2 separate regions of the Hordeum vulgare genome follow, and region 1 is linked to region 2. Evidence: chromatin contacts called from public Hi-C data. All regions are on one chromosome and are shown on one strand. The core of a region is the stretch at or near the end of the contact, and the rest is flanking DNA. Distances in the headings are between cores, read along the strand shown. Region 1 holds the start of LOC123407396 (ferredoxin, chloroplastic). Region 2 holds the start of LOC123411313 (F-box protein At5g49610-like).

Evidence for each region. A called contact is a pair of places that touch in the nucleus more often than the background predicts.
Region 1: a Hi-C map of leaf shows a contact between it and region 2, with 3 times the contacts expected there. The contact joins the promoter of LOC123407396 here to the promoter of LOC123411313 in region 2. A contact is called at or near these places in 1 of 6 Hi-C or Micro-C datasets (leaf) and 1 of 1 datasets of contacts at active chromatin or transcription factors (embryo).

Annotation. Positions count from the first base shown.
Region 1 is chr7H:441,448,423-441,453,689 of MorexV3_pseudomolecules_assembly, reverse strand. LOC123407396 (ferredoxin, chloroplastic) reads right to left here and starts at 2,547. Exons shown (of 1, transcript XM_045100521.1): 1 at 1,529-2,547. The coding sequence starts at 2,243. The coding sequence ends at 1,812.
Region 2 is chr7H:441,358,869-441,364,554 of MorexV3_pseudomolecules_assembly, reverse strand. LOC123411313 (F-box protein At5g49610-like) reads left to right here and starts at 3,269. Exons shown (of 1, transcript XM_045104244.1): 1 at 3,269-5,026. The coding sequence starts at 3,391. The coding sequence ends at 4,572.

The DNA.
Region 1 (5,267 bases), core at 1,298-3,797, 90 kb before region 2:
GTCTAAAATATAGCAAATAAAGATACTACAAAGGTCAAACAATTCTCATACAGTAACAAAGTCACAAAAGAATACCACACTAAAATGTAAAAACAAATGCAGGAAATTAGAAAATTACATATGTGGTGCACTAATGGTTGGAGGAAACCGGTGCCTGCCAGTGACAACTTCACTGCCAGTGGTAGGTTGTACCCGACCGCCCGCCACTGAAAAGGTTTCCCCATGGCCAATGTGGGACTAGAAAATCAGTGGCGGGCGGCAATCCCTGCTCAGTAAATTGCAATGGCATGTACGTTGTTGGACCGAAGTACGAGTGACAGGTCCGAGACTATTCCAGCCACTAAAGTGACCCTATCTATAAGTATAATTTTTTCAATGGTGTGCATTATCTCCATCTAAGGCCCTGTTTGGAACCATCCAGATTATATAATCCAGTTTCTATAATCTATTTTGTCTTCAAACAGGACAGCTTATGGTGTAGATTATAAAAACTAGATGGATATATTATTAAAAACTCATAATCTAGTCTATACCAGCTAAAATCAGATTATGGATTGCTAATGATCTATTACCCTTGTAAAGTTGGAGATAATTACATTCCTACCACCGCCACCCTTTTTTTTTTTTAAACAGAGGGCAGACAGGTCATTATGCAATGTAAAATCTGGATTACAGTTTATATAATCCGGCCTCCAAACATGTCCATCTAGATTATTTTTATAAACCAGATTATATAATCTATCTTCATAATCTAGATTATTATAATCTACTCCCTCCGTTCCTAAATATAAGTCTTTTAAGCGATTTCACTAGTGGACTACATACGGAGCAAAATGTGTGAATCTACACTCTAAAGTATGTTTATATACATCTGTATGTAGTTTTTTAGTGGAATCTTTAAAAAGACTTATATTATGGAACGGAGGGAGTATTATAGTTCCAAACAGGGCCTAAGTCATCCAAGTGACTAACATGATAACTTGAGAAAGAGTAGGTCATCACGAGCCCTCCCCCCGGCAGTCGAAACAAGAACATGGTACAATCGTTTTAAAACACAACATGTTGGGGGTTTATAAAACCATTATGATGATCAACAACGAGGGTAGATGGTTCCACATCTAATGAAGTAAGACATCGATTTGTTATTTCTGACACTATGTTGCAAGGTTTCGACTTCACGGTGCATGTCACATATGGTTTAATTCAATTGCATTCACCTACAATCTCTGTACAAACTGTGACAAAGTGTATATAGCATCTCTGTACTAATCAATAGAGTAATATTCTATTTGATGTTAGAGTGGTTTCTAGAAAGGGGGTTGAAGACATTGTGACCTACCTTACTGTTTATTAATTTCAAGGTGCCCCCAAACACAATTCAAGAGCTACCTAGTGCGACGATGCATCATCAAAAATACATAAATGAGAAACAAGGCAAGGCATAACGCGGCGAAGCAATCAACTTGCAGCAACAAAACTTCAACATCAACCACCACCGTTAGCAACCAACATTCAGCAGTCTCTTATCTTAAGTAAAAAAGAAGATATTATTAATCAGAGAGACACCTCAGCCATCAGGATTCATTTCAGTACGTTGAATTAAGTACACGCTAGTATTACGACAGTAGTATATCTTACGGTACAAAAAGGTAGTAATTCGAAGACATTATTACTGGAGCAAACCATGCATCGAGCAATTCATTCGAGCACAAACAAATCGGTGTATCTGGCGATATCCATGCATGCATGCATGATGGGAGATAATATGATATCAGCTCGATCTTGTTGCAAAGAGAGGCAGGGTAAGCAGCTTATGCGGTGAGCTCCTCCTCCTTGTGGGTCTCGATGACGATGTCGGACTTGGGGTAGGCGTGGCAGGTGAGCACCCACCCTGCCTCCATCTGGTCGTCGTCGAGGAAGCTCTGGTCGGACTGGTCGATCTCGCCGGACACCAACTTGCCGGCGCAGGAGGAGCAGGAGCCGGCGCGGCAGGAGTAGGGCAGGTCGATGCCCTCCTCCTCGGCCTGGTCCAGGATGTAGACGTCGTCGGGGACCTCCAGCTCCACCTCGCCCTCGGGCGTCACCAGCTTCACCTTGTACGTCGCCTGCGCGCGGAGCCTGGCTCCCCGCACCTGCTTGGCGGCGGCGAGGCTGAGGGCCGCGGGCGCAAGGGCCACGCGGGGCGCCGGTGGCGCCACAGCGCGCACGGAGAAGGGCGCGCGGAGGCTCAGTGCGGCGGCCATTGGTGGCTAGCTGGAGCTAAGATGCTCTAGGTGTGGCTGAGGAGCGGATGAGAGGTGGAGCTAGGGGATGGAGGAGTGAGGGGGGCGGGAATAAGTAAGGGATTGGAGGGTGGGTGCCATGTGGAGGGGAGGGAGTGGGCGTCTTATCTTCGGTTGGATGGACGGGGCGACGAGGATCACACGCTGCTCATCTCGTCGTCGTCGAGGGGCGTGTGGCCGGCGAGATCCATCGGGGACATCCGCGTGACGTCGAGCTGGGCCAAATGAAAAGCGATCAAAGATTCACGAAAGTTAAATTGGTTGGAGGTGAGTGAGTCGCTCCATGTGTGTGGCTACTACGTACAGTAGCTCGGAACTACTTGAGGTGGGAGTAAACTGTAACGTGTTTGAAAGAAAAATGTAATAGTAAGAGCATTTTCAACTACTCGTCACAGTGAACAACTCTTCTCAGCAGCAGCGACACTCAAACCATCCTAAAAAATGATGCCTTTAAAAAAAAATCGGTGCACAAGCGTCATCGTCGTCCGATCCAAGATCTTAGGTTTTCTCCCTTAAAAAGACCGAGCTCTCGAAACAATACCTTCATCAAGGTAATATGAGGAGTATTTAATCAAAAACTACTACAATTCACGCCAACGTGCCCAGGAACTATCACAATTCGTTTTTGCGCCAAAAACTATCAATTTTTTTTTGCTAATCTGTGACTAAAAACAATCAAGTCTGCAAAACGCCTCATTTGGCTCGTTTAAACTCATTATGACAGGGTTGGCCCACATGTCAGGACGGAAAAGTCAGCACCGTTAAGTTTGCCGTCACCGGAGAAAGAGATCGAGACGGCGGCGGCCTTCACCGGAGGTGGAGAAGATGAAGTACGGCGGCGGTGCGACCGGATCTGGAGGAGACGACGCGATCTACACGCAGCACTCCGGCATGAGCAGGGCGGCGGGGAGGTCCGGGAGAGGCGGAACCAGGGCGACGCCTGCCGGATCTGGTGACGGCGAGACGCTGGCGACGACCGCTCGAGGCGAGGCCATGGCGATGGACGGCGCGGGGCGGTTCACGGGGCAACGAGGCTGCGCCAGGGAGGCGAGGCGGTGGGATCCAACCACGGCAGGGTCCACGACGGGAGGCCTTCGGCCGCGAGGCGCGGGGCGGCCGCCGCTCGGTGCGAGGGCATGGAGACTGGCAGCGTGGGGCGGTTCGCAGGACGCCGGGATCCGACGGCGACGTGGTCGGCGACAAGGAGGCCTGCCGACGGCGAGGCACGGGGCGGCCGCCGCTTTGGGCGAGGCCATGGCGACGGCGGCGGGGCTGCGCCAGGTAGGTTAATGGAGTAGTTAACGGATTAGGATAAAAGGCATTTCAAAGAGGCTAATGGAGCAATATTCACACTTGGTAGTTTTTTGCCACTGATTAGGATAAAAATGGTAGCTTTCGGCACAAAAACGTATAGTAGTAGTTTCTAGGCACGTTTCCATGAATTATGGTGGTTTTTGGTTAAATACTCTAATATAAGGCACAAAACGAAAGTTAGACCTTAGGTTTTCACCTTGAAAGTGATGACTCGGCACCTGAGGAGCACCACCAAAAATGATATTCTCGAGTGTTGTCGGTCATCCATCGTTACTCACATACTCCCTCCGTTCCTAAATATAAGACCTTTTAGAGATTGCACTATAAACTACATACGGATGTACATAGACATATTTTAGAGTATAGATTCACTCATTTTGCTCCGTGTGTAGTCTTATAGTGAAATTCCTAAAAGGTCTTATATTTTGGAACGGAGGAAGTATATTTCAAACACTTTTCCAACAAAGCAGATGAAACTCATGCAAACACAACGGATTTCATATAAACCGGACTAAATTCATTGCATTTTGGACATATTTGAACTAAAATAGGTAAAACTATGTGCACGTCTGGTCGCGTGGAGCTCCATTCTAACGACATGGATACCCTACACTAATCTATGGCCGAGCGCTGCGGATCCCTTTGTCTGCCTCATGTCCGGCAGCCTGCTCATCGGACTATCGGGAGCCCCAGAGGTATACCCCCCCCCCCAATTATGTGCTAGAATTTTATAATTTTGGGCCAGCCCAATGACCTTTTTCAGAATTTCTAATAAATCCTAGAGGCCCACTTAGCCCACTCGTGCAAGGCAAGAGGAGGGACTAAAGTTTAGTCCCACATTGCTAGTTTGGTAGGAGTTGGACCTCCTTATAAGAAAGGATGTTTCCACACATGTATGAGCATGAGAACAAGAGAGACATACACGCACGCTCCTCCTCCTCCGCCGCCCGTCTCGCCTCGTCACGAAACGGGGTATCTATGATATTTCTATATATATATATAGGATATGATATATAATATGACATCCGATTTGTCAAAGGGATTGGATTCGTGACTTACCCATTCAATGACTTTGGCACTGGACGTTCCAAAAACAGGTACTATCGGATCGGGTGAATTAGAGAATAGACAGAGTTCCGTTGGCATTTCAGCCAGAGAATGCAGTACCTCTTGGTCCTGAATATCAGAATAGGACGAACGAACCGTCCTCTGCGGATATCTTTGCTTCAGAACAAAACCCTGCAATCAAATAGATTGTCTCAAGGGCACCATATTCTAGGAGCCCAAGTTATGCTATTGAAAATTCGTTCCTCTAGCAGTTCCGGTTTGAGCATTTCGTTCCCTTTTTCAAACTCCACTTATTTTCATATAGCAATCCCTGATCAAAGAGAGAACAATATCTATTTCAAAACATTTATAACAGATTCCTTAGTTTGGACCGACGAAGTAATGTCACTCGACTATTATCAACCTGACTGCAATCTCTTTTGCTTCGCCTCCCGATGTTGCGTGCCTGCCTCCTTCTCATGGGCCTATAAAAGACAGGTCGCTCCTCTCCAGAGAGACACACGAGAATACCATCTTCCTCATGCCAACGAGTTCCAATCTCTGAGCTACTGCTAGCTTTTCCCCGCCCCGGCTTGCGACGTGCACCGCAGGTCGGAACAGTAG
Region 2 (5,686 bases), core at 2,020-4,519:
AGGTAGTACTTTTTGGCAATTTTGTTCGGCAGCTGGTCCTTTTGGAAAAAATTCTAATGACAACGAGGAGGAGGATGCCTAGGGCAGTGTGCCTCCTAGTTTTTAGTTTTATTTAATGTTTTTAATGAATGCAAAGTGAACTTGTGGACTCTCGTTGGCCATTATGGTTGGCATCAATGTTTTTCTATTTTTAGAATATTTATGATATCTTTTTGTGCCACCTAAAATGGGTCATGACAACGTTGGACACAAGCGTCGACCCAAATATGAAAACGGATATGGGTGTCCGTTGGGCCGACCCAACCGGACAAAAAGTGGACAAAATTGATGTCCGTTTGGGTCGGCCGGTCAGAATTACTCTTAAAGATTATCGACGGTTTTGGCGTGTTGAAGGAGCCCTTGGTATTTGTTTGTATTTTCATTTCTCTTAGGCCGTGTCGTGCAAGGTTCCCAGGACAGCTGTGAGAGCATCTCCAGGCGTTCGCCCCCCCCAAGAGCATTTTTAGACGAAAATGAGCGCCTCTTCGGGGCTCGCCGATGCTATTTTTGGCGGGGGGGGGGGGGCTCTGGCTCCTAGCTGCCCCCAAGTTCACCCCCCCCCCCCCCCGGCCGTCAAGTTCCAACTCAAATTCGACATAAATTTGTTACTTCAACATAAATTCAACAAAATAATAATTATTATCACAGAGTTCATCATAGAAGTCAATACAAATCGAATAGTTCAAGGAAGCAAGCTCATAATTTGAACACAAATTAAAACACATCGAACTAGGTGTTCCCTTGAGCCTCCATAAGTGCTCCACCAGATCGTGCTGCAGTTCTTGATGCATCTATGGGTCTCGGATCTCCACACGCATATTGAGGAAGGCACCCCATGCTGCCGATACCTAGTGATCAACAATTGTAAGAGGACCCTGTCTGAAATATGATACAATGTCAAACAGTGGCTCCTCCTGCTCGCTCTCGGTGATCACGTTGTGCAAGATGACACAACAATTCATCACCTCCCACATCTGAGATTTTGATTAGGTCATAGCGGGGTACCGGACAACAACAAATCGAGATTGGAGCACACCAAATGCCCGCCCCGACATCCTTCCTGCAAACCTCCTAACACTTCGTAAAGTGGGACTTCTTGCCTCCTGGCACATGGTTTGTGAGAGTCTTCACAAATGTTGACCATCTTGGATAGATGCCATCTGCCAGGTAGTATCCTTTGTTGAAGTGGCGCCCATTGACCTAGAAGTTCACTGGAGGAGCATGACCTTCAACAAGCTTGGCAAATACATTCGAGCATTTCAGGACGTTCACGTCGTTGTGAGTTCCTGGCATACCAAAGAAGGAGTGCCAAATCGAGAGGTCCTATGTAGCCACTGCCTCAAGTACCACATTGCAAGCTCCTTTCGCGCCTTTGTACATCCCTTGCCAAGCAAATGGATAATTTTTTCATTCCCAATGCATGCAGTCGATGCTTCCAAGCATCCCAAGAAATTCTCTTGCTTCATTTTTTGTTAGGATTCGAGTAGTGTCTTCAGCATTGGGTGATCGCAAGTATTGTGGTCCAAACACTTCCACCACTGTCCTATGAAACTTGTAAAAACTCTCAATGGTGATGGACTTGGTCATGCGTCCATAGTCTTCATGTATATCACCGAGAGCTCCGTATGCAAGCATCCACATAGTTGTCGTGCACTTCTGGAGTGAGGAGAATCTCACTGTGCTGGTGCAATCCTTCTTACAAATGAGATAGCTGTCGAACTCCCGGATGGCATTCACAATCTTGAGGAAGAGCTTCCAGCTCATCCGATAACGGCGCCGAAATACTTTCTCACCGTGTAGTGAAGCGTCAGCGAAGTATTCGGCATAGAGCAAGCAATAGCCCTCTATTCGATGTCTTTGCTTGCTCTGCGATGGCCCGGCACCGAGCCACATCGCCGCGGCTTTCCATTCTTCACGAACATGCCGACCAGAGCAGCGAGGATCATGAGGTGCTCTTTGTCATCAGTGTGGGCTTCGGCTTCCTCCTCCAGCAGAACCACGAACGCCACCTCGTCATCGGAGTCCATCACCGAACAGGCAAATCACCGAACACCTAGCGGGCGTGGTGAGAGGGTAGCCGTCGGTATTCTCGCATGTGTGGTCGGAGCCCTGGAAAGCTAGGCAAATAGTAGGGATGGAGGCTGCCGCGGTGAAACCCTCTCTTTCCGGCGTGGGGCGTGGGAATGACCTTTCTAGCTGACAATGATGGTCTGGGGGTGGCGCCGAATCGGCATGACGGACGACGGGAAAAATGGCGTTCTACCATGCGTGGGTCATATCTGAACGGGAAAAGACATTTCTCTCCTGACAATGATGGTCCACGGGCCATTTTTTCCTTTTGCTGAAGCCCCAAGTGCCCCCCCTCCCCGGCCTCCCAAACGCTGGATTTGGCCTGCCATCGCCGGACCGAAAAATGGCCCGAGCCTACAGAATTCGGGTGGGACATGATTGGGGGATTATTATATTATTTTTGTGCTGACGGAAATAAAAATGTTTTGTGGGTTGGGGATGCGGGTGGAGATGCTTTCGTGTTTGGGGACTGATCTGCGCCGGCGCGCCGCCCCAAACTTTCGGCCGGCCGCGCGCGAGCCGCAGGATCCACCAACCCTGCGTCGTCCGCACCGTTGGATCCGCATGCAACATTTCCCCCCTATGCAGCAAAATTTTGATGCGATGCAGCAATTTTTTCAACGGTTGCAACAAGAAACAAAATTTGTAGCAAAAAAATATCTACGTGATCGTAGCAAAAAATGAAGCTGATGGTGCGTGGTAGCAAAAGTCAAACGCCGGTTGTAGCAAATATTTACATGACGTGTATGCAACTTTTTTAATGAACGGTTGCAGCAAAACATGATGCCGGTTGTAGCAAAAATTAACACGGTTGTAGCAAAATTAAAAAATATCGATTGTAATGAAAAATCCGACGAACTGGAGTTGCAAACTAACGTATATGCAGTTTTTTTACTGGAACAAAAATATAGTAAAAAATGCTTGCAGCAAAAATGACGCTGGTTACAATAAATTTAGATGAAAAATGTTGCACCACTAACCAAAGAAGCGCGCGAGTGGAAAAAATGTTGCATGAGCCCGCACGCACGAGGGGTCGACTGGCGCGCGGGTGGGAAACGATTCCATGTTTATCTTTGTTTCGCCTTTTTTTGACACTTCCGTGTGTTTCACTGTTTTGTTGTTTCCATGCATATAGGTTCCTGTAATCTTCTTGGTTACCTTTTTTTTTTTTGCGAACCTGCCTTCACCTGAGATCCCGAAGGAGGCAAAGGAGCAATGCTCCACTTCCTGCGGCGTTGCCGCCGCTAGAACAAAATTCCCCCAAGATCCAGTTGGAGGGGCATGGCAGAAGCGGCCGTCGGCGAGCCTCGCCTCCCCGAGGAGATCGTCACCTGGGAGATTCTCATCCGCCTGCCGCCGAAGGTCCTCATCCGGTGCCGCGCCGTCTGCCGCTCCTGGCACCGCCGCCTCACCTCCGACGCCAAATTCCTCCTCGCCCACCACCGCCGCCAGCCCTCGCTCCCGCTCGTCACCACCCAGGACACCCATGAGAGAAGGATCGACGTCCTGGACCACAGCACCGACGAGCGGCGCCCCGTCGCGCGGAAGGTCCGGGCCGCGGCCGACGAGCACTTCGACGTGCTCGCCTCCTGCGACGGCCTCCTTATCATCGTCGCCTACGGCGGCCTCTACATCTGCAACCCGGCGACTCGCCAGCACGCGCCCCTCCCGCTTCTTCACGTCTACTACATCTCCGGTCTGTACTTCCACGGCCCGTCGGGCTCCTACCGAGTTCTGTGCTGCTTGAAGACAACCGAGGACGGCCAGTTCCGTGCTGCATACCAGGTGTACACCCTTGGGTCCGGCGAGCTCAGGTGCGTCGGGGAGCCTCTCGAGCCGTGGGCGTCCGGGGACTTGGCGCAGGCGATGCCGATGATGGCGTTCCTTCACCCGCACGTCCTGGCAGGCGGCCGGATTTACTGGCAGCCCATTAAGTTGCCTGGTTCTGGTGGTAACGGCAAGGTTAACAACATGCTGGTGTTCGACACCATGGCCGAGTCCTTCCAGCATCTGCTTTCTCCAGTTGACGGCTCTTTTCTTGAGCCGTTTGAGATGAACGGCACTCTTGGATTGTATGATTACCATGGCAGCACGGCTGATCTCTGGGTTCTTGAGGATCACAAGAGTTGGGCCTGGTCATTGAAGCACCGGATCAAATTGCGGGTGATGACCTTCTCTCTGGTGCCGGACATCCAAGGTGTGTTCCTTCTTTCTGAAAAAGAGGAATCAAACTTTCTGTGGCAATATCTGCAGCATGTTTCTGGTGCTGATGGTAGTTTGTCCACACGGTATGAATGGAGCGCTTATCTGAACCTTAGGAGATTTAGGCTCAGAGAAAGTCTTGTTCAACATTCCTTCTTCTCGATGGAAGGTGATAATGGTGGTGGTGTGGATGGGAAGCCGTTGTTCGATGGGTTGTCAGTTGTGAAGGTGCTTACTGCTGATATTTCGGATCTGCACTAGGGAATCCATGATGGACAAGTCCATTGCATTGTTGCAGGGGTGAGTCATTGGTGATGATGTTTTTAGTATGTCTTTGCTATCTAATTCTGTGTATGGTGCAAAGCACCCAATAAGCAAGAGATGAGTAACCTGATATCGTGCCTGAAGTTTCTGGTGCTCCCCCCCCCCCCCCCCCCCCTTCACATGGTAGGCATGCAGAATAAAGTGGTTGTCATATCAGGCTTATTTAGTTTCTGCACTATAATAAACTTTGTAAAACGCTCTGCCATTTTTGCTGCTCACTTGTGCGCAAAAGATGCAAGATTAGCTAGGGCTACTTTGTCCTGGACTCATGGTCACACTAGTACCTGCCTTCCTTGTGTACTACAGCATGTCTGTAGCCTGCTTAATCAACAAAGAGGAAGCTCTTGGTATCAATCAAAGAAAATGAAAAAAAAATGAAGTGATTATCTTATGTCCTTTTAGCTTTTGTGGTCTTTTATTTATAAGTGGTAAGTATGTCTGGTAATCAATCGATGTTGTATGGAGATTTCGATAAGCAACCTTTTTACCTATTGCTGATACTTTCAGTGTAAAGCTCTTTACTTGGCTTTCTTCCTGTATGACTTCTCAAAGTGAATGGTACCAGTAAGATAGCAGCGTTACATGACGGCAGAAAATACATTTCTCCTCCATCTTAACACCACTTCTTGTTTCTGTAATCTTGTTGCAATTATCTCCGGAGTTCAATTTCATCCCCATCTTAGTTATATATATATATATACTTTGGCCGCCATGCATACGCTAAATATGTTTCTTAATTTTGAGTGGTTGTGATTGAGCTGAACAAATTGAACTATTTGATAGCAGTCCTACTAGAGCAGGGAAAGAAATATTAGGATCTTTCTCATTCTGATGCAAAGCCATCTAGTATAAACTTATCTTTCAAGTTACAATCTTGTATTGATCTATATGAAATACATGATTCCTTGTAATCTTGTGGGATCTATTTTCTTTCCAGAAATCAGATATTACTTCTCCACCTTATATCGTGCCTCTGTATAAAACCATGTTATTGAAAATATACTGCTTGCAATCAAAAGACACATCTCATAGAAACATTTCCTGAAATGTG